Regions from separate parts of the Mus musculus genome. Here regions 1, 2, 3, 4 and 6 are each linked to region 5. The links are chromatin contacts, called in public Hi-C, HiChIP or PLAC-seq and Micro-C maps. All regions are on one chromosome and are shown on one strand. Each heading gives the region's core, a stretch centred on a gene start, on an enhancer-like site or on the middle of the called end of the contact. The rest is flanking DNA. Distances are from core to core; before and after follow the strand shown. Region 1 holds the start of Mrps23 (mitochondrial ribosomal protein S23). Region 2 holds the start of 2210416O15Rik (RIKEN cDNA 2210416O15 gene). Region 3 holds the start of Ppm1e (protein phosphatase 1E (PP2C domain containing)). Region 4 overlaps Tex14 (testis expressed gene 14). Region 5 holds the start of Supt4a (SPT4A, DSIF elongation factor subunit). Region 6 holds the start of Tex14 (testis expressed gene 14).

What was found. A called contact is a pair of places that touch in the nucleus more often than the background predicts. HiChIP or PLAC-seq counts read pairs in DNA pulled down with a chosen protein or histone mark.
Region 1: a contact with region 5 is called in an HNF4G HiChIP or PLAC-seq map of pancreatic cancer cells. The contact joins the promoter of Mrps23 here to the promoter of Supt4a in region 5. A contact is called at or near these places in 3 of 39 promoter capture datasets (embryonic stem cells, hippocampal neurons and liver) and 2 of 115 datasets of contacts at active chromatin or transcription factors (double positive thymocytes and pancreatic cancer cells).
Region 2: a contact with region 5 is called in a Micro-C map of embryonic stem cells, with 2.4 times the contacts expected there. The contact joins the promoter of 2210416O15Rik here to the promoter of Supt4a in region 5.
Region 3: a Micro-C map of embryonic stem cells shows a contact between it and region 5, with 5 times the contacts expected there. The contact joins the promoter of Ppm1e here to the promoter of Supt4a in region 5. A contact is called at or near these places in 1 of 39 promoter capture datasets (pre-B cells), 2 of 484 Hi-C or Micro-C datasets (both in embryonic stem cells) and 2 of 115 datasets of contacts at active chromatin or transcription factors (double positive thymocytes and pancreatic cancer cells).
Region 4: a contact with region 5 is called in a Hi-C map of B cells, with 2.0 times the contacts expected there. The contact joins the enhancer-like site here to the promoter of Supt4a in region 5. A contact is called at or near these places in 6 of 484 Hi-C or Micro-C datasets (B cells, CD4 T cells, CD8 T cells and 3 more), 8 of 115 datasets of contacts at active chromatin or transcription factors (bone marrow-derived macrophages, effector CD8 T cells, embryonic stem cells and 4 more) and 1 of 9 other capture datasets (liver).
Region 6: a contact with region 5 is called in a Micro-C map of embryonic stem cells, with 4 times the contacts expected there. The contact joins the promoter of Tex14 here to the promoter of Supt4a in region 5. A contact is called at or near these places in 1 of 39 promoter capture datasets (liver), 1 of 484 Hi-C or Micro-C datasets (embryonic stem cells), 1 of 115 datasets of contacts at active chromatin or transcription factors (double positive thymocytes) and 2 of 9 other capture datasets (adipose tissue and liver).

What each region holds. Positions count from the first base shown.
Region 1 is chr11:88,203,120-88,205,819 of GRCm38.p6, reverse strand. Mrps23 (mitochondrial ribosomal protein S23) reads right to left here and starts at 1,432. Exons shown (of 5, transcript NM_024174.6): 1 at 1,335-1,432; 2 at 461-631. The coding sequence starts at 1,378.
Region 2 is chr11:88,096,628-88,099,327 of GRCm38.p6, reverse strand. It overlaps 2210416O15Rik (RIKEN cDNA 2210416O15 gene), which reads right to left and starts at 1,270. Exons shown (of 4, transcript NR_045499.1): 1 at 1,200-1,270; 2 at 1,011-1,113; 3 at 576-659; 4 at 1-466. It overlaps Cuedc1 (CUE domain containing 1), which reads right to left and starts at 182. Exons shown (of 11, transcript NM_198013.3): 1 at 1-182.
Region 3 is chr11:87,357,653-87,360,352 of GRCm38.p6, reverse strand. Ppm1e (protein phosphatase 1E (PP2C domain containing)) reads left to right here and starts at 1,359. Exons shown (of 7, transcript NM_177167.4): 1 at 1,359-1,904. The coding sequence starts at 1,450. Gm33937 (a long non-coding RNA gene) reads right to left here. Exons shown (of 5, transcript XR_003949755.1): 1 at 2,460-2,700; 2 at 1,483-2,327; 3 at 411-508; 4 at 85-189.
Region 4 is chr11:87,464,873-87,467,572 of GRCm38.p6, reverse strand. All of the region lies in intron 2 of Tex14 (testis expressed gene 14), which reads right to left. Among named protein-coding and RNA genes, the nearest start is that of Rnu3b4, 3.9 kb to the right of the region's middle. Within about 2 kb of position 1,397, at least 45 of the 459 cell types and tissues checked have an H3K27ac peak or open chromatin away from gene starts, as enhancers often do. A contact at or near this core is called in B cells, where this site is marked.
Region 5 is chr11:87,736,142-87,738,841 of GRCm38.p6, reverse strand. It overlaps Supt4a (SPT4A, DSIF elongation factor subunit), which reads right to left and starts at 1,291. Exons shown (of 5, transcript NM_009296.2): 1 at 1,174-1,291; 2 at 569-675. The coding sequence starts at 1,242.
Region 6 is chr11:87,403,707-87,406,406 of GRCm38.p6, reverse strand. Tex14 (testis expressed gene 14) reads right to left here and starts at 1,342. Exons shown (of 31, transcript NM_031386.2): 1 at 1,237-1,342. It overlaps Rad51c (RAD51 paralog C), which reads left to right and starts at 1,901. Exons shown (of 9, transcript NM_053269.4): 1 at 1,901-2,103. The coding sequence starts at 1,986.

The DNA of each region.
Region 1 (2,700 bases), core at 183-2,682, 470 kb before region 5:
GTGATTCTCAGATCCACCGCCCTCTGGGGTGGCCATGGTGGTTAACCTCCTTGAACCTGATAGTTCTCTTGAATAACACAGAGGCAATGATACCTGCCTTCGCGGACAGGGTTAGAGTAATAAAGTCTATGAGCTGATGTTTGTCAAGGGCTGATCAAGTACCTCATACAGAACAGAGGCCAGTTAACAAACACTTTATCTGCAACTTTGTCAGTTTAGTCTCCAGATTCCACTTCTTAGAACTTCTGTTTCTGGGCTGGAGAGATGGCTCAGTGGTTAAGAGCACTGACTGCTCTTCCAGAGATCCTGAGTTCAATTCCCAGCAATCACATGGTGGCTCACAACCATCTGTAATGCGATCTGATATCCTCTTCTGGTGGTCTGGTTGGCAGACTTCTACATGAGCCTTCCTCTCTGAAGGTCTGCGGCACCCTGCTCACTATAGGGGATAGACACTTACGCTCGAATCTGATCCTCCTGGTAAAAGATGTCCTGGATGTCAGCTTTGGCTTTGCCGTATCGCAAGCGGGGCCTTCGGAAGACAGGCTCTCTCAGGGGTGGAAAGGCCTTATATATGTCATACCACAGTGGCTTCTCTTTCAACACCCCGGCCCGCATCAGATCCCTCGTCCTTAGAAAGGGAACAGAACCAAGGTCAGTCGGTTACCACAGGGTTGTAAAGTCTCTGAATCAACTTAAACGAAGGAAAGAGCAGCCTGGTAGGGGTGAGCTGAAATGGGCCTCCCGCCTAAAGGAGGCACGGCCAATACACACAGCAACCTAGCATGGCCACAGTGTTAAGTCCAGTTGGTTAGCTCTCATGTAGCCTAGGCTAGACTTAAACTAAAGAGTGTGGCCAAGGATGACCTTGAATTTAGTGCCTCCCTGCACTTCCCTAGAGCTAGGATTACAGCGTGTCCACGCAGGCTTTTTGTTTTGACAGAAGTCCACCAGTAGCCTTGCTACGAAGCCAGGTTGGCCCCGGTCTTGTGGCAATCCTCCTGCCTCGCCTCCTAAGTGCCGAGACTACGCGCGCGAGCCACGACACACAGCTTCCATCTTCTTGCACGGGTCCCACCCACCGTTCCATAGTGAAAAAGCAAGACCTGTCCAGTCAGGCCCTTCAGCTTCTTTACTGTAGAAGGTCTCCACCGAAATGGGGTGGCGAGCACAATCTGACAGGACAGAAATCCAAGGGGACAGAGACAAACCACACCGATTCCGTGCCAAGGGCATCACCTGGCTCGGACACCCGCAACCGCATCCCCTAAGGATATGCCAGGAGGGTCGTGACCCGCTAGGAACTCTGCCCTCGCCCAACTCGGAGCACGCACCGGGAGAACACGCTCCCCACCGTCTCCAGCCGGCTCCCCGCCATGGCCACTTGGGCTAGAAAGCCTCGGGCTGTTACCGGAAGCGGAAGCGGCAGCAAGCAAGCCAAGGGGGAACAAGCGGCTGGCCGAGCCGAGGATGACAGTCCCGCCTCGACGTCATCCGGACGGCGGAACCAGGCAGAAGCAAACGATGGGCTGAGCAGGAGCCCTCAGGTCCTGCGTCCGGGTGGGTGGGGGTGGGGTGGGGTGGTCAGATACGAATAATCGATTCCCGAGCCAAAAGAGCGGGAGCGCGCCAAAGCTGCGCAAGAGTAGCAAACGACCGGTCCTGGGGAAAGGTGGAGTGTGGCGCCTGCTTTCTTCTCTCTAACTTTGCAAAGCTTCCTCCTCTCTGGCAGGGTGGAGGGAATAGTGTGGAGCTCGCCGGGATGCAGCACATCCTACAGTCAGGAACAGCTAGCCAATATGACATTTGAGGACACCAGGCTCGACTAAGCCTAATCTTAGCCACTCACACTACTCAGAAACTGAGACCCAAATAGGGGCGAAGTAACTTTTCCAAGTGACACGAGCCTCCAGGCCTCCTTCCTCGGCCTTTTGCGCCTTAAGCGGGGCTCAGCAGAGCAGTCTGTTTTCAGGCTCAGTGGAAAGCTGCCTGTAAGTAGTAGTTCCTCCGCTGGAGGCGTCCCTCGCCCGCCCGCTAGCGCTGGAGTTTTAAGAAGTAAAAGCCCAGAATGAATGCATTCGGAGGAAGAAAATAAAAATCTGGGGGAACGTAGTCTGTCATTGTTCAACTGTTCAAAGTATGGGTTTGGAGGAATATCCGTTGGAGAAGCACCCCTTAGAAATTTCATCAGGGTATTTGTGCGAAGAACATCATGGTTGATCGTAGTGACAAGATTTAAAAAAAAACAACAACAACAACAAAAACAAAACATCGGGCTGGAGAAAGAGTTCATCAGTTAAGAGCACTGACTGCTCTTCCAGAGGACCCAGATTCGAGTTCTAGCACACACAGGGTGACATAACCACCTGTCACTCTAGTCCCTGGAGATTTGATGTTCTCTTCTGAACACTGCAGGTACCAGGCATGTATGTGGTGTACAGGCTTACGTTCGTGCAAAATACTGATACACATGAAATTAATTAAAATTCATCATATGATCAGGAGGTGGTGGGTCATACCTTTAATCCCAGAACTCAGGAGACAGAGGCGGACGATCTCTGAGTTTGAGGCCAGTCTGGTGATGTACAGATCAAGTTGCAGGACAGCCAGGGCTACACAGTGAGATGCTGTCTAAGAAAAATAAAAAAACAAAAAACAGAAGAGCAACAACAAATATTTCATCGAATGAAAAGTAGTAGA
Region 2 (2,700 bases), core at 21-2,520, 360 kb before region 5:
GTCCGCTCCCGCGGGGCCGCTGGGGTCGGGCGGCGGGGGAGGGGCGCGGTCCCGCGGCGGCAGCGGCAGCCCGGCTTGGTGGCGCGGCGGCGCGGCTGGGCGCCGGGAGGCGGAGAAAGCGAGGCGAGGCCGGCTTCCTAGCGGCGGGCGGCGAGAAATGCAGCTGTCCCTGCGAAGCTGCCGGCGGGGCCACAAGTGGGGCGCGCGGGGAGGAGCGGGGCTGCGCGCGCGGCGGGGCTCAGGCTGCGACACCCCCAGACCCTCTCCCCAGGACTGGAAGCAGGAATAGGGATCCCGAGGCCAATGCGGTTGCGCAGGATACGGGGCAAGGGGAGAGGGATAAGGGGCAAGGGGCCTCTGAGGACACTGGGACAGTCTCCTCTGTGCATTCCTGCACAGACCGCTCCTCTTGAGGACTTGTGATCTTCCCTTTATGGCCCGGTGTGATGCGCTTGGGCTCTGCCGACTTGGGAAGCACCTTAAGGGGTTGTTAAAGCAAGGAGACCTGAGACGTGGGAAATTTGGGAAAGAGGGGGACCTAAATGCAAGGCTGACCTGAGAGTTTGCAGACATACACGAGGAGCCACTAGTGAGGGCTGTAGAAGATGCACGAACCTCTCTGGGCTTGGGGACATCAGGAGTGTGGGAAAGTGGCAGCTCTGCGGAGTTAGAGTTCAGGAAATAAAATGTAATATTGAGGCCAGAGGAAATCGTGAAGTTGATTAGGAAAATCAAAGTTACCACCCACTAACATCTTATCTCCACCCAGCATTCGCCATTACTTCAAAGGCTTCTGAGCCTCGATAAGGGATTCCACAAACGTTTTAATAAACGGTCGATCAACTGGTTAATTTTCCAAGTGGTTTGGTTTTGTGCACTAATTTGGAGATGAGAAAAGGGAACAGAGGGAATGATGGAAGAGCCTGCCCATTTGTGTGTGGAGCCCTGCACACAGCCCTCTCCTCTTCCGAAGACTTACAATCTTTGCTGAGAAGTCTGGGCATGCTCACCCAAGAGACATCTGATGGTGAAAATCACAAACCAAGGCCCCAGAGTCTCCATCCTTTGCTTGTCAAGGGTAATTTCTTCAGCGAGGTGGAATCTGAGGATACCCTGGGAGAAACCCCACCTCTGAGAATCCCTTGTTCCCTTCGGCCCCTCTGCCCATGCCCCTTCACCCGGCTTCCGGGAACCCTCACACTATCAGGACCCCACGTGAAAAATTCTGACTCTGAAGTCCTCCGATGTGGCTGCTGACTGAGATGTCACCAAGCGCTCAGGATTTATCCTCTCGGCCAGTAAAGCCTAGATGATGGTATCGAGTTTGTCACTTTATACTGTAGTGTTAACTTCACCTGTCACTTTTCTGCTTATTGGCAGAATCTTTCTCTAATCTGTCCCAGTCACTTTGACATTTCAGGACTTGGGGTTGGGGTGGGGGCTACCAATCTGGAGATTTTCCTGTTTGTGCGTGCCTCTAGGATGCTTATGAAATGTATTTTCATTCAAGTCGTTAGCAAAGCCAGCTAGTCGCTGTGATTGTCACCCTTGAAGTAGCCTGTCTGTGAGCTTTTCAATGTCCTCCTTTGGGGTCGATTCCGGAAGCAGCTTCCCAGTCCTGCCTCCCTACACCCCCACCCCCACCTCCACCCCTGCTTCTCATACCCAGAGCAACTTCACTCTCCCCTACTGCTGCTCTGAGCACCTAGAGGCTCAGGTTAGGTTCTCTTGCAACCCAGCCCCTCTTATCTGCTGCCTGCCTCAGGTCTCCAGCATCAGGTCCCTTGGAGATCTCATGGAGGCTAACAACAAACTCAAAACCATTCCTCCCTCATCTAAACGCCACCTCTTGGCACAGAGGCTAACCAGCTCAGTCCCTGCCCTCCCTCTTCCTGGGTATTCTGTTGCTCTCCAGCTGTAGCCATCCTTCCTTCCCTTTCCCCTACTTCTTCCCACAGCTGCTGCCTGGCTCCAGCCCCTGTGCTCTGCTCTCCACAGCTGGTGAGAGACCCGTCCTGCTCTCTAGCCAAACTTCCTGCCTGCTTCAGAGAACTCCAATCCGTTCTTTCTTTCCACCGTCCCCTTTCTGCTTCAAGCCTACCAACACTTCAAGATGCCCCCTTTTAAACTAATCCTGTCCTGATCCTGCCCTGCCCGCAAGCCATCGCCCTAGTAATGTCATCTCATCCGAAGTAGACTTCCTCTAAAATGGAGACGCATATCTCTTACTTGTTCCAGCCTCATTCTAGCTTTTCTTTCCTGCGGTCTGGCCTTCTTCCCCAGTCATCCCAGGAGCTACACTCTGTGGGAGGCCCTGGCAGGAACCTGGTTGTCTAAACCCATGAACCTCCTGCTTACCCCACTTCTTGGCTCTGATACAACCCCAGGTGCTTTTAAGGCTTCTTTGAAATTTCTCCCACCCCACAGATTGCCCATCCTACAAGGTTTCCCCAACAACCCCCACGCTTCTTCAGTAGCCTTCTCTAGCACCCAATTCCTTCCTGCTCTTCCAACAAACTAGGTCCTAGGATGTGTTCACAGAGGTTAATAGTTTTCAGTGGGCACCAAACTTTAGGACTTCTTCAACCTGCTACATGACTTTGGGGCCAGGCACTTAACTCTCTGTGCCTCAGGTCCCTTACTTGTGCTGATTAAGGTCTAGTTCATTTAATGTATTTGGGTGTTTTGCCTGCATTCACA
Region 3 (2,700 bases), core at 110-2,609, 380 kb after region 5:
AAATGGAGAGATGGAGTGGATAATTTGTGAGTACATGTTTTTTCAAAGCAGAGGGGAAAAATCACTATGTTTGTGCTGAATTACATGCTGCCGTGGACGTGGTAGTATGCAGCAATGATGCTATCATCCATACAGCTGTACAGCACAGCATCTTCAAAGCACCCACCACCAACATCATCACCATGAAGCCTGAAAATAATAGGTTTGTTTATAGTTTGGTAAGAAAATTAGAATAATTTAAAGTCATTTCAGTTCTAGCTTGGGGGAGGGAGTAAGAAGAGACACAGGAGGTGGTGGGGAAGAACAAACAAAATATAGACAAAATACGGATTATATGGTAGGATAATATAATATAATGACATGCATTATACAGAAACTAAGCAGGGGTTTTTGGGTGATGGAAAACTTACAAGTGAAATCTACCACTTCAATCTCGGATTGAATTCTTGTTGCATCGCTTGCTTTTGACCTTGAGCAAAGTCACTGTTTTGAAGGCTTGTTTCCTCATCTGTAAAACAGAATCCTAACGGTAATAACCTTTGCCTTAAAAGGCTGTGAGGATTAGAGACGAACACGTGTAAACTGCAAAGCCCTATATAAATAAGACATTGTGTAGATACGAGGCACAGCTAGATTTTCATAGAGCAGAGTTAAGGGGAAAGATTCTAAAGGCTTTGGAGACTTTGAAAGGGGCTCTAACACCAATGCCACAGCTAGAAAGTCTTGACTTTTAAGCAAGCGAATTACTGTTTAATTTCTCACGTTCATCTTTTTGAGAAAGGAGGATACATAGAATCAAACGAAAGAACCTAGACAAAGGAAACTACCCTTTTTGGGTGCTCGTGCCTGGACCTTTACTTTTTCAACACATATCATTAGTAAAAGGTGTTTACTGCGTGCCATCGGATCAAGAGATATACTACGGCAAGGCAAGCAGATAAGGAAACTGAAGTCAGTACACTCCTGGTGGAACCAACAGAGATGTCTCAGTGCTTATCATGAAACTAGGGTCTTCACCCCACAAAGACCATTCGAAGTTGGAGTGCAGGAGTCCAGCGTCCTTACCACTCCACAGACTCGACGGGAGGGACCTTGGAATTCTTAATTAGAACCGGTTGCCATGGCGACAGTCTCTAGGCAGCGTGGGCTGAGCTCTCGGTAGGGATTGCGGGTGGGCCGCCGCTGGACCCTGTGCGCGCGCCCGCCACCAACTTTCCCTCCAGACCGGAGCGGGGTGGCGCGCTCCGCCCCCGCCCCCGGGCCGCGCACGTCCGAGCTCGGTGGCGCGCACGCCTGCGGGAGCCCTCTCCAGGCAACCCAGTGCTGATCGCCGGTGCCCGTGCGGCCGTTCCCCCTCCGTAGCGGGAGGCGAGGCTCCGAAGCAGCCCCCTCCTCCTCCTGGGCTCACCTCCCACCCCCTTCCCGGTGGACCTCGGGGCATGAGCAACGATGGCGGGCTGCATCCCTGAGGAGAAAACTTACCGGCGCTTCCTGGAGCTGTTCCTGGGCGAGTTCCGCGGACCGTGCGGTGGCGGCGAGCCAGAGCCCGAACCCGAATCCGAGCCCGAGCCCGAGCCCGAAGCCGAGCTAGTCGCGGCTGAGGCGGCCGAGGCTTCGGGGGAGGAACCGGGGGAGGACGCTGCGACGGTAGAGGCGACCGAGGAGGGGGAGCAGGACCAAGACCCCGAGCCCGAAGACGAGGCGGTGGAGGAGGAGACGGCGACGGAGGGCGAGGAGGAGGAAGAGGAGGAAGCGGCTGCCCCGGGGCACTCGGCCGTGCCGCCACCGCCGCAGCCCCAGCTGCCACCGCTGCCCCCGCTCCCACGGCCGCTGTCGGAGCGCATCACCCGAGAGGAGGTGGAGGGCGAGAGCCTGGACCTGTGCCTGCAGCAGCTCTACAAATAGTTAAGTAGCGGGGCTCGGCCGCGGGTGGGCCGCCATCCCCGGGGTGCCGGCCTGGGTTCCCGTCCCCGCTACCCATGTCCCCGCGGGGCACCCGGGCGGGGTCCCCCCCGCCTGCCCCCGGCCCCTCTTCGCTGGCCCTCTCGGCCAGCTTCTCGGCCACTTCGCACACCTTCCTCCAGAACCTTCCTGCCAAGGTCTTCCCTCCCGTCTTGGGCTCCCCATTCTTCCCTGCGCCTTTCTTCCCGGGGTTTCCTCCCACCTTCGTCTGTCTGTCCTTTCCCGGGCTGCGTTCCTTGTTGGGCGGTGGGGACGCGCGACTCCTTTACAGGCAGTAAGAGGTGCCTTTCTACATAACCGCAACAAAGCTAATACCGTCGGTGCCCAGAGGAGCCCAGACCCCTAGATTTTCCGTCAGGCGCTCACTGTTGAAATGAAAAGGCTCTATAGATGGCTTTCTTACGTGAGAGCCTAGTATCATACTTTGCAGACATTTGACAGCATATAATTGAGAGCGGTAGGGAGGAATTGGGAAGGAAGGGTAAGTAAAACCCTACCGAGCAAGCCGTTAGGTGAAAAGACGAGGTCGTAAGTCAGAAAAGTCAGCCTGGTTGGATAAAATTGCAATTAAGTGCAGTATTTTCAGTCCATTAAGTAGATGGGGTGGGAGGTGGGAGAAAAGCAGATGGCTTAGCTACCCAGATGCAAGTCTAAAATAGAAAGGTCAAGGCTTTGCCTTTCATCCGAGTTCTGCTTTTTATGGGCTTGAAATAGAAACGGTTTACAATCGCGTTTCTT
Region 4 (2,700 bases), core at 148-2,647, 270 kb after region 5:
CTGGCACCATACAAAGGTCTGCCATGTTGCCAATTCTTGGTTTTCCTAAGCTACTGAGGTGTTTTCCAGCAAGTCCTTGCTATGCTCTAACTTTAGGTTATTTCCCTTTCTTTTTTTTTTTTTTTTGTCAGATTGTCTTCATATTTGCTATTATATTCAAGTATGTCCTTAAACCCTGAACCTCCCTTCCACTACTTCCCAAGTGCTTTGATAAAGAGTGCAGATAAAGAGCCATCACACCCAGCTTTTCTTCTACAAGTCTCAGCCTTGAATTAAGATCTTTGGTCCATTTTAAATTAATTTTGGGGCAGGATGAGAAAGAGTTCTAATTAATTCTTCTACATATGTTTTCCCCAGTGGCAGATTTTTGAAGAGGCTGTCTTTTCTCCTATGCATTTTTTAAAAGTACCAGTAGCTCTGTGGATGTGTTAATTAATTTCCATGTCCTCTATTCTGCTGGCTTATCTGTTTGTTTGTTTGTCTGTTTGTTTGTTTTTTAAGATTTATGTATTATGGGCTGGTGAGATGGCTCAGCGGTTAAGAGCACTGACTGTTCTTCTGGAGGTCATGAGTTCAAATCGCACCAACCACATAGTGGCTCACAGCCATCTGTATTGAGATCTGATGCCTGATGCCCTCTTTTGGTGTGTCTGAAGACAACTATAGTGTACTCATATATATAAAATAAGCAAATATTTTTTTAAAGATTTATTTATTATGTCGGACAGTGGTGGTGCATGCCTTTAATCCCAGCACTTGGGAGGCAGAGACAGGTGGATTTCTGAGTTCGAGGCCAGCCTGGTCTACAGAGTGAATTCCAGGACAGCCAGGGCTACACAGAAAAACCCTGTCTCAAAAAACCAAATAAATTAATTAATTTAAAAAAGATTTATTATACATAAGTACACTGTAGCTGTCTTCAGACACTCCAGAAGAGGGTGTCAGATCTCATTATGATGTTGTGAGCCACCATGTGATTGCTGGGATTTGAACTCAGGACCTTTGGAAGAGCAGTCAGTGTTCTTAATCGCCACTGAGCCATCTCGCCACCCTCTATGTCATTTGGTTTTGTGCCAGATACATACAGTATCTCTTTGTTAGATTAAAATTATGATTTAAAATCAAGTCCCACTTTGAGCTTTCTGTTTTAGATTGTGTGTTAATCAGGGTCCTGCTAATCATCAAAACAAACAGAATGAACACTTATTATAAAAGAAGTGTATGAGATTGGCTTACATGGAATGTAGTGGTTAGAATAGATATGGACCCCATAGTGTTTGAATGTTTGGCCCATAGGGAGTGGCACTATTAGAGGGTGTGGCTTCTTCATTGGAGTAGGTGTGGCCTTGTTTGAGGAAGTAAGCCACTGTTGAAGCGGGCTATAAAACTCAAGCTTTGCCAGTGTTGACAGAGCCCTTTAGATCAGGATGTAGAGTTCTCAGCGACTTCTCTAGCACCGTGTCTACCTGCAGGCTCTCGTGTTCCCCACCATGGTAATAATGGACTAACCTCTGGACTGTAAACCAGCCCCAATTAAATGTCCTTTATAAGAGTTGCCATGGGCATGATGTTTTTTCACAGCAATGAAACACGGTGTGGGCTGGGTATCTGTATGGTTGAAAGGCTGAGAAATGGGTAGTGGCTCAGTCCACAAGACAAGACCTGGAGGATTCCTGGAAAGATGCCGGTCTTTGTTTCACTTGAAAAGCTGAAGAAGCTATGTTCTGATGTCCAAGGATGGCAAGAACGACAAACAGGAATAGGGTCGGTGCACGCACCCACATGAGCAAAGACAGCATCACTATTTTTCCCTCAAAGTGCATTATATCTAGGCCACCAGGAAAGGCCGAGCTCATTCATAAACAGGGTCTTCCCCCACCCCAATTAATCATTCCAGACCAACCAGAAGTGTCTCTCTTACTTGGTATCAGACACAATCACACAGTCAACTAAGATCAATCATCACAGGGCTTTGGCTCTCCTGACCCTCTGGACTTGAGAGTCTCATGTGTTGCAGATTGGTGGTCTTCAGCTTGGTATCTGGTTTAAGATGACCTCTACTCAGCCTCTACTCCCCAAGTGCTGAGATAACAAGTGTGGAGATATGTTTTACCAAAAGGTCATTGCTGAGCAGACAGAAAAACTACTGAATACTAAGTGTGGTGACACAAGTCTGTAAACCCCACTTGGAGGCTGCGTTGAGAGCCGACTTGTTTGATGACATAACAAGACTGCATCAGGTGCCTATTTGTAGAGTGATTCTGTACCCTGCTACTGGGCTCAAAGTGTGTATCAGATCTAAACATTTTCTCATGGTTCATTTCCGGTAGGATATCATATCATCTGCAAATAGAGATGATCTGACATCTTCCTTTACTAACTGTATCCTTTCTCTTTTTTTCTTGGCCATATTATCCTAACTAGGATTTCACCCTTATAGTCTTATAATAAGAGTAGATATAAAGATTAACAGTATTCTTAACAAGTGATGCCTCGCCGTGCGGTGGTGGCGCACGCCTTTAATCCCAGCACTTGGGAGGCAGAGGCAGGCAGATTTCTATGTTTGAGGCCAGCCTGGTCTACAAAGTGAGTTCCAAGACAGCCAGAGCTAACAGAGAAACCCAGTCTTGAAAAACCAAAAAAAAAAAAAAAAAGTGATGCCTCCGGAATTTTTCCAATTTAATATAAATTTGGCTTTGA
Region 5 (2,700 bases), core at 42-2,541:
GCCTGGGGCTGAGAAAAGAGAAAAACAAACCTGGGTATGCCCCATAGTTAAAACATTCCTGGGAACATCTTGACCATAAGATAAAGGGGAATGTGAGGACATAACAGGGCTATCTGAACTGAGTCAACTACTCACAGAACTCTGACACCCTGCACGTACATGTAATCTTTCTGTTAATGTTTGAATAAGCCAATAGTGTGTCGCTATGCTCAATTCCACACCCCTAAGCCCCTTACCCCATAAAACCCCCAAGCTTTCGAGCCTCGTGGCCGGCATCCGTTATCTCCTGTGTGGGATACATGTCGGTCCGGAGCTCCGTAATTAAACGTCCTCATGTAATTACAGCAAGATGGGTCCTCGTGTTTCTTTGGGTGCTCTCACACTCCTGAGACTAGAGCGGGGGTCCCCGAAAGGGGGTCTTACACTACAAAAGTTTACAGCTACTGGGCTGGACACATAGACTAGCTCTCAGAACTGCTGAGACCAGCTAGTCTTATGACCTCAAAAATCTATCCCATATTAACTTTCTGGGTGCAGAAGTAAACAAAGGCGCGTGAAAGGGGCTTACCCATCAAATGAAGAGCTGGTGCAGTCATAAACCATCTCTCTGTTGCCCTTCATTTGTAGGTATGCATCGCAATTGTCACACCCATCATATTCGAACTGGTCTATAGTCTGGAAAGAAAAAAAAAAAGCAAGTATGAGCATGAACAACGCCTTAATATTTCAACAAAGCCAACCTCTTCGTTTTCTATACAACCCAACACCCTCTCCTCTCCAAACTGTTCCTAAACTCCACCCTCATACCTTTTTGCTCGCGTCCCTAATTCAGCTTACATATTTTCTAGCCTCTTTGGGGTCAGGTACCCTCTCCTGCTACTCTCTCGGCTGCTCTGGCTCCTAGTGTCTTTCCAGTCCACCACAGCAAGTTCACCGAACGTCTGTCGGGGAGACAAACTTGTGCTCAGTTATGCCGAGAACTGCAACGCAGCCCCCAGTAGGCACAGCCACCCGGCTCGCGTTCCGTGGACGGAAACAACGGCTCCCTTAGGCTTTCGGGCTTCCCACTCCCCGAATCTCAGAGCCTTCCTTTCCTGTGTCTGGCCCCATTTCACCCTCTTTCTCCCGTTTCGCCTCCCCGATCGCTCCTACAACCAAGGCCCCAACGGACACCTTGACTAACGAGCACAGCAAACAAGCCCGCAGATGCCGCAGGTCCTTTGGTACCGTCTCCAGGGCCATCCTCACCGATACGACAACACAGGTTCCTCCAGCCGCAGGAAGTAAACAGACCATTACCCAGAATGCCAGACGCGTCGGGCACGCAGCTTCCGCTTCCGGTGCCGGCCATCGCAGGCCCCGCCCCTCCCTCCCCGTGGAGAAGATGGTTCCTCCCGCGGGAGCGCTGGGCGGGGCCGCCCGGTCACCTGGGCCGCGCGCGCGCCCGTCACCTGGTTCGCGAGAGCGAGCGGAAGACGGCGCGCGCGCTGGGAGCTGATGCGCCCGTAGGGGCGGGGCAGCTGGGGGAGGTTGGAGCATGCGCAGGAAGCGTGGAGCGGGGCGACTGGCGGGACTGCGCCTCGCGACGCGGGCCTTTTGATGGAGCCCAAAATGCTCTGGCCTGAGTGCTCTTCAGACTCCCGAGGAAAACCTAGATTGTTTTGTCTGCTTGTTTTATTTTGTTTGCTCATTTATTGAGACAATGCTAATTCCTAAGTTGGCCTCTGAGTACGGGACGGTGATCTTGAACTCCTGATCTTCCTGCCTTCACTTTCGGAGTTCTGGGATTATGGGCGCGCACCACCACGCCCGGGTATTTGACTTTTTGACACAAGCCCCTCGTCTCAGTGTCCGGAATGCTCAGAATACAAGCCCGCCGCTTCGCGCTAGGTTGTTTTAAGGCTCGAGGCAATGAGTCTTGCCTTTCTGGACGCCTGCAGAGACAAAAACCCGACGAGGCCCCACCCCTTCTTGTAACTGGGAGAGCGTGATAGGGTTTCGTTTGCGGTCCCCAGGAATGCTAGCTTGAGCCGTGCCGACGGGGAAAGGGGAGGCGTGTTGGATAGAGGGAAACGCGTATTTAATTCCTCCTAAAAGCCTCTCGATTGCGCGCCTGGCTCATAATTTACGCTTTGTAAAACTCTCGGCACATTTAGACATAATTCCATGGGAACATCTGTGGATTAGGTATCTCACTTCTCATACTCTAACCCCACCCCAGCTGCCAATGTGCTTACTGTGTAGGACACAAAATTCCTCCTTGTCTCCTTAAATGGCACCGAGATAATATCCTGAGCAAACCATACAGAAATACGAGGTCTGGTGCGGTGTGAACAGAGCAAAGGCTCTTGGAATGTAGGCAAAAGCCTGGTCATTTGTGTTTATCTGAATTGGAGCGCTGGGATATAAATAGTTGCAATCCCGCTGTTCTGTCCTTCCAGCCCTTCTCATTGAAACTGAGGGACAGCAAGACTGATTCTAGGCTTTATCCCAAACTGCATCCACATGGGGTTCAGTGACTGGGTTTTAGATACTTTCTAGCACCGGGAAATCTCTTTTCAGTTTGGAATACATTTTCACTGTGCTATCTCATGTAAGCCTTCTATCATCTCTGAAGGAGGATCATTTTATTTATGGTAAAAGGCAGGTATCCTGCTGAGGAGCTGGCTCAGGACCCACCACATATAAGTGGGATTTGAT
Region 6 (2,700 bases), core at 93-2,592, 330 kb after region 5:
AATTCCTGAATAAAAGTCCAGGCTAAGAATCACTGGCAGGGAGGGGAAAGGTAGTACAGCAGGTAAAGGGCCTGGTTGCCAAGCCTGACAGCCTCAATTCCATCTGTCCCCAATACCACATGGGGGAAGCCGAGAACCAATTTCTCTCACCTCCAGTCTAGTAATGTGGCCTGTGTGTCACACACAAACACAAAAGAAATGTAATAATAAAGAGTCGTTGCTTTAGCTGAGCATTGGTGGCACTGACCTTTCTTTTGTTTTGGGGGTGGGGGGTTCCAGACGGGGTTTCTCTGTGTAGCCCTGGCTGACCTCAAACTCAGAAATCCACCTGCCTCTGCCTCCCAAGGGCTGGGATTAAAGGCGTGCACCACCACTGCCCGGCTTTTTTTGGGGGTAGGGGGTGGGGGTGGGGAGGTCGCTGGCCTTTCTAATCCCAGTACTCAGGAGGCAGAGGCAGATGAATCTCTGTGACTTCGAGGAGAGCCTGCTCTACAGAGTCAGTTTTGGGAGAGCCACGAAAGAAACCTACACAAAGAGGTTGTCTTGAAAACCCACAAGTTAAAAAAAGAAAAGAAAAGAACCCGGTGTGGTGTCGCACACCTTTGATCCCAGCACTCAAGAGGCAGAGGCAGGCAGATTTCTGAGTTCGAGGCCAGCCTGATCTACAGAGTGAGTTTCAGGACAGCCAGGGCTACATAGAGAAACCCTGTATCGAAAAACCAAAAAGAAAAGAAAAAAAGAAAGAAGAAGTTGTTGTCAATAAGTAGTGCAAAAGCAGGGAGAGTCGCGTATTCCTATATCCCATAATTTAGAAAGTTTAGATGCTGTCTTCAAAAAAAATGCTAGATTTTTTTTTTTTTTTGAAATGTGAGGTAGGTATGACACACTTTTTTTGGTTTTGTTTTGTAGCTCTGGCTGTCCTGAAACTCACTCTGTAGACCATGCTGTCCTCGAACTCAGAAATCCGCCTGCCTCTGCCTCCCGACTGCTGGGATTAAAGGCGTGCTGCCACCACTGCCCGGCACGACACACTTTTTTTTTATATCATCTTCCGTATTTCTTGGGCCTTTAAAGCCACCTTCCAAACTGCCAATCTCCCCAAAAGTTCTGATGTGGAAGCAGTCACTCCCGCTCCGTCAACATCCCCGGTCAACTCTACTAAAGAGGTCCAGCTCCTCCCTCGGGACACCAGAGGCCCAGGCTAGACCACGAGACGACAAGGACACGATAGCTTACTTTTCCAGCTACTTCTTACTCTAGGCAGGCCTGCCGACATGAATGCTCAGAAACCGCCACACTCTGAGGGAGCTCCGGAGTCCCGGGGTCACCCACCGGAAGCTGTGCGTGCGTGCGTGAGCGGGCGAGTGCGTGGACGCGCGCGTGGGCGCCAACCACTCCCTACCGCAGCCCCCCAAAGTGGGAGGCTGGCCCACAATCCCCCGCGAGGGCGGGAAAAGCAAGGGGTCGCCTGGCAAGGGTCAGGGGACACACAACAGACCTCCTACAAGGGTTTTTTGAATTTTTCACAGCAGGAAACTGCCAACTGGTCAGTTTCTGGTTGCTGCGTCTACTACAACTTCCATCCAGGAGGATGGATTCTTGAGGAACCCGTGAAAGAGGGCAGAGCATGGTGAGGAAATATGCTGTACAGGGTTCACTTGGCCTGGCTACCGTCTCCGCGTCTCCGGCCTCTTTTTTTGTTTTTGTGTTCACTGTCAGGCTATATCCGAAACGTGACTCGGACGAGTGAAACTAGAAGACAACCTTACATGAAACCAGTGTGTGGGATTTCCTCAGCAGCAGCAAGGCCTCGTGAGTCTAGGCCGCGCGAGCCCCGCCCCTTACGCCGCGCGTGTGACGTCACGCCACTGACCCTCCCCCGCGGGAGGGCGGGGTTTGGGTTTCCAGCGCTTTCGCGCCTCTTGCTCTACGTCACTGCGTGCGTAGCCGCCGAGCTCTCAAAAAAAAAAAAAAAAAAAAAAAAAATGCAGCGGGAGTTGGTGGGTTATCCGCTGTCTCCAGCGGTGCGCGGGAAGCTGGTGGCTGCGGGGTTTCAGACGGCGGAGGACGTCCTAGAGGTGAAGCCCTCCGAGCTCAGCAAAGGTAACGACTCCCAGCTGCCAGCTGATGCACCGCGGCCGCTTGGCGCCGCCTCCGTCTTCGTTCCGCCGCCTCCGCCAAGCCGATCTTTTGACACCGCTGAAATTCTCTTGAGCTTGGAACTGTGTGGAGCAACGTTTACTGATTGCTTTCTCCGTGCTCGCTGGATGCTTTGAGGAGTGCCTCACTTAATGGTTTAAGGAAGGCTCCTCTTGGACCAGGGTGTCCAATCTGTAGATGAAAGAACCGACTTCTCATCTTGAGGTTTCATGATAAACTGGGTTGGGAAACAATCACAAGCCATGTAATTCTCCTTGGTCAAAGATCCTGGGGGGCGGGGGGGGGGAATTGAAGTTGAAAAATAAAGGATTAGAGAAGGACTAGAGATATTTCAGTGAGAAAAGCAATAGAACATTCCCTTAGACCAGGAGAAAGCTCTAGAAAGACGTTCGTGATTCACAGGAATACTGCCTCCCCCCCCCCCCCGCCCTGGCCCCCGACTTTTCTCAGAGTTCTTTAGGTTACAGATAAGTGGGAATCACAACCGGGCAGTGGTGGCGCACGCCTTTAATCCCAGCACTTGGGAGGCAGAGGCAGGTG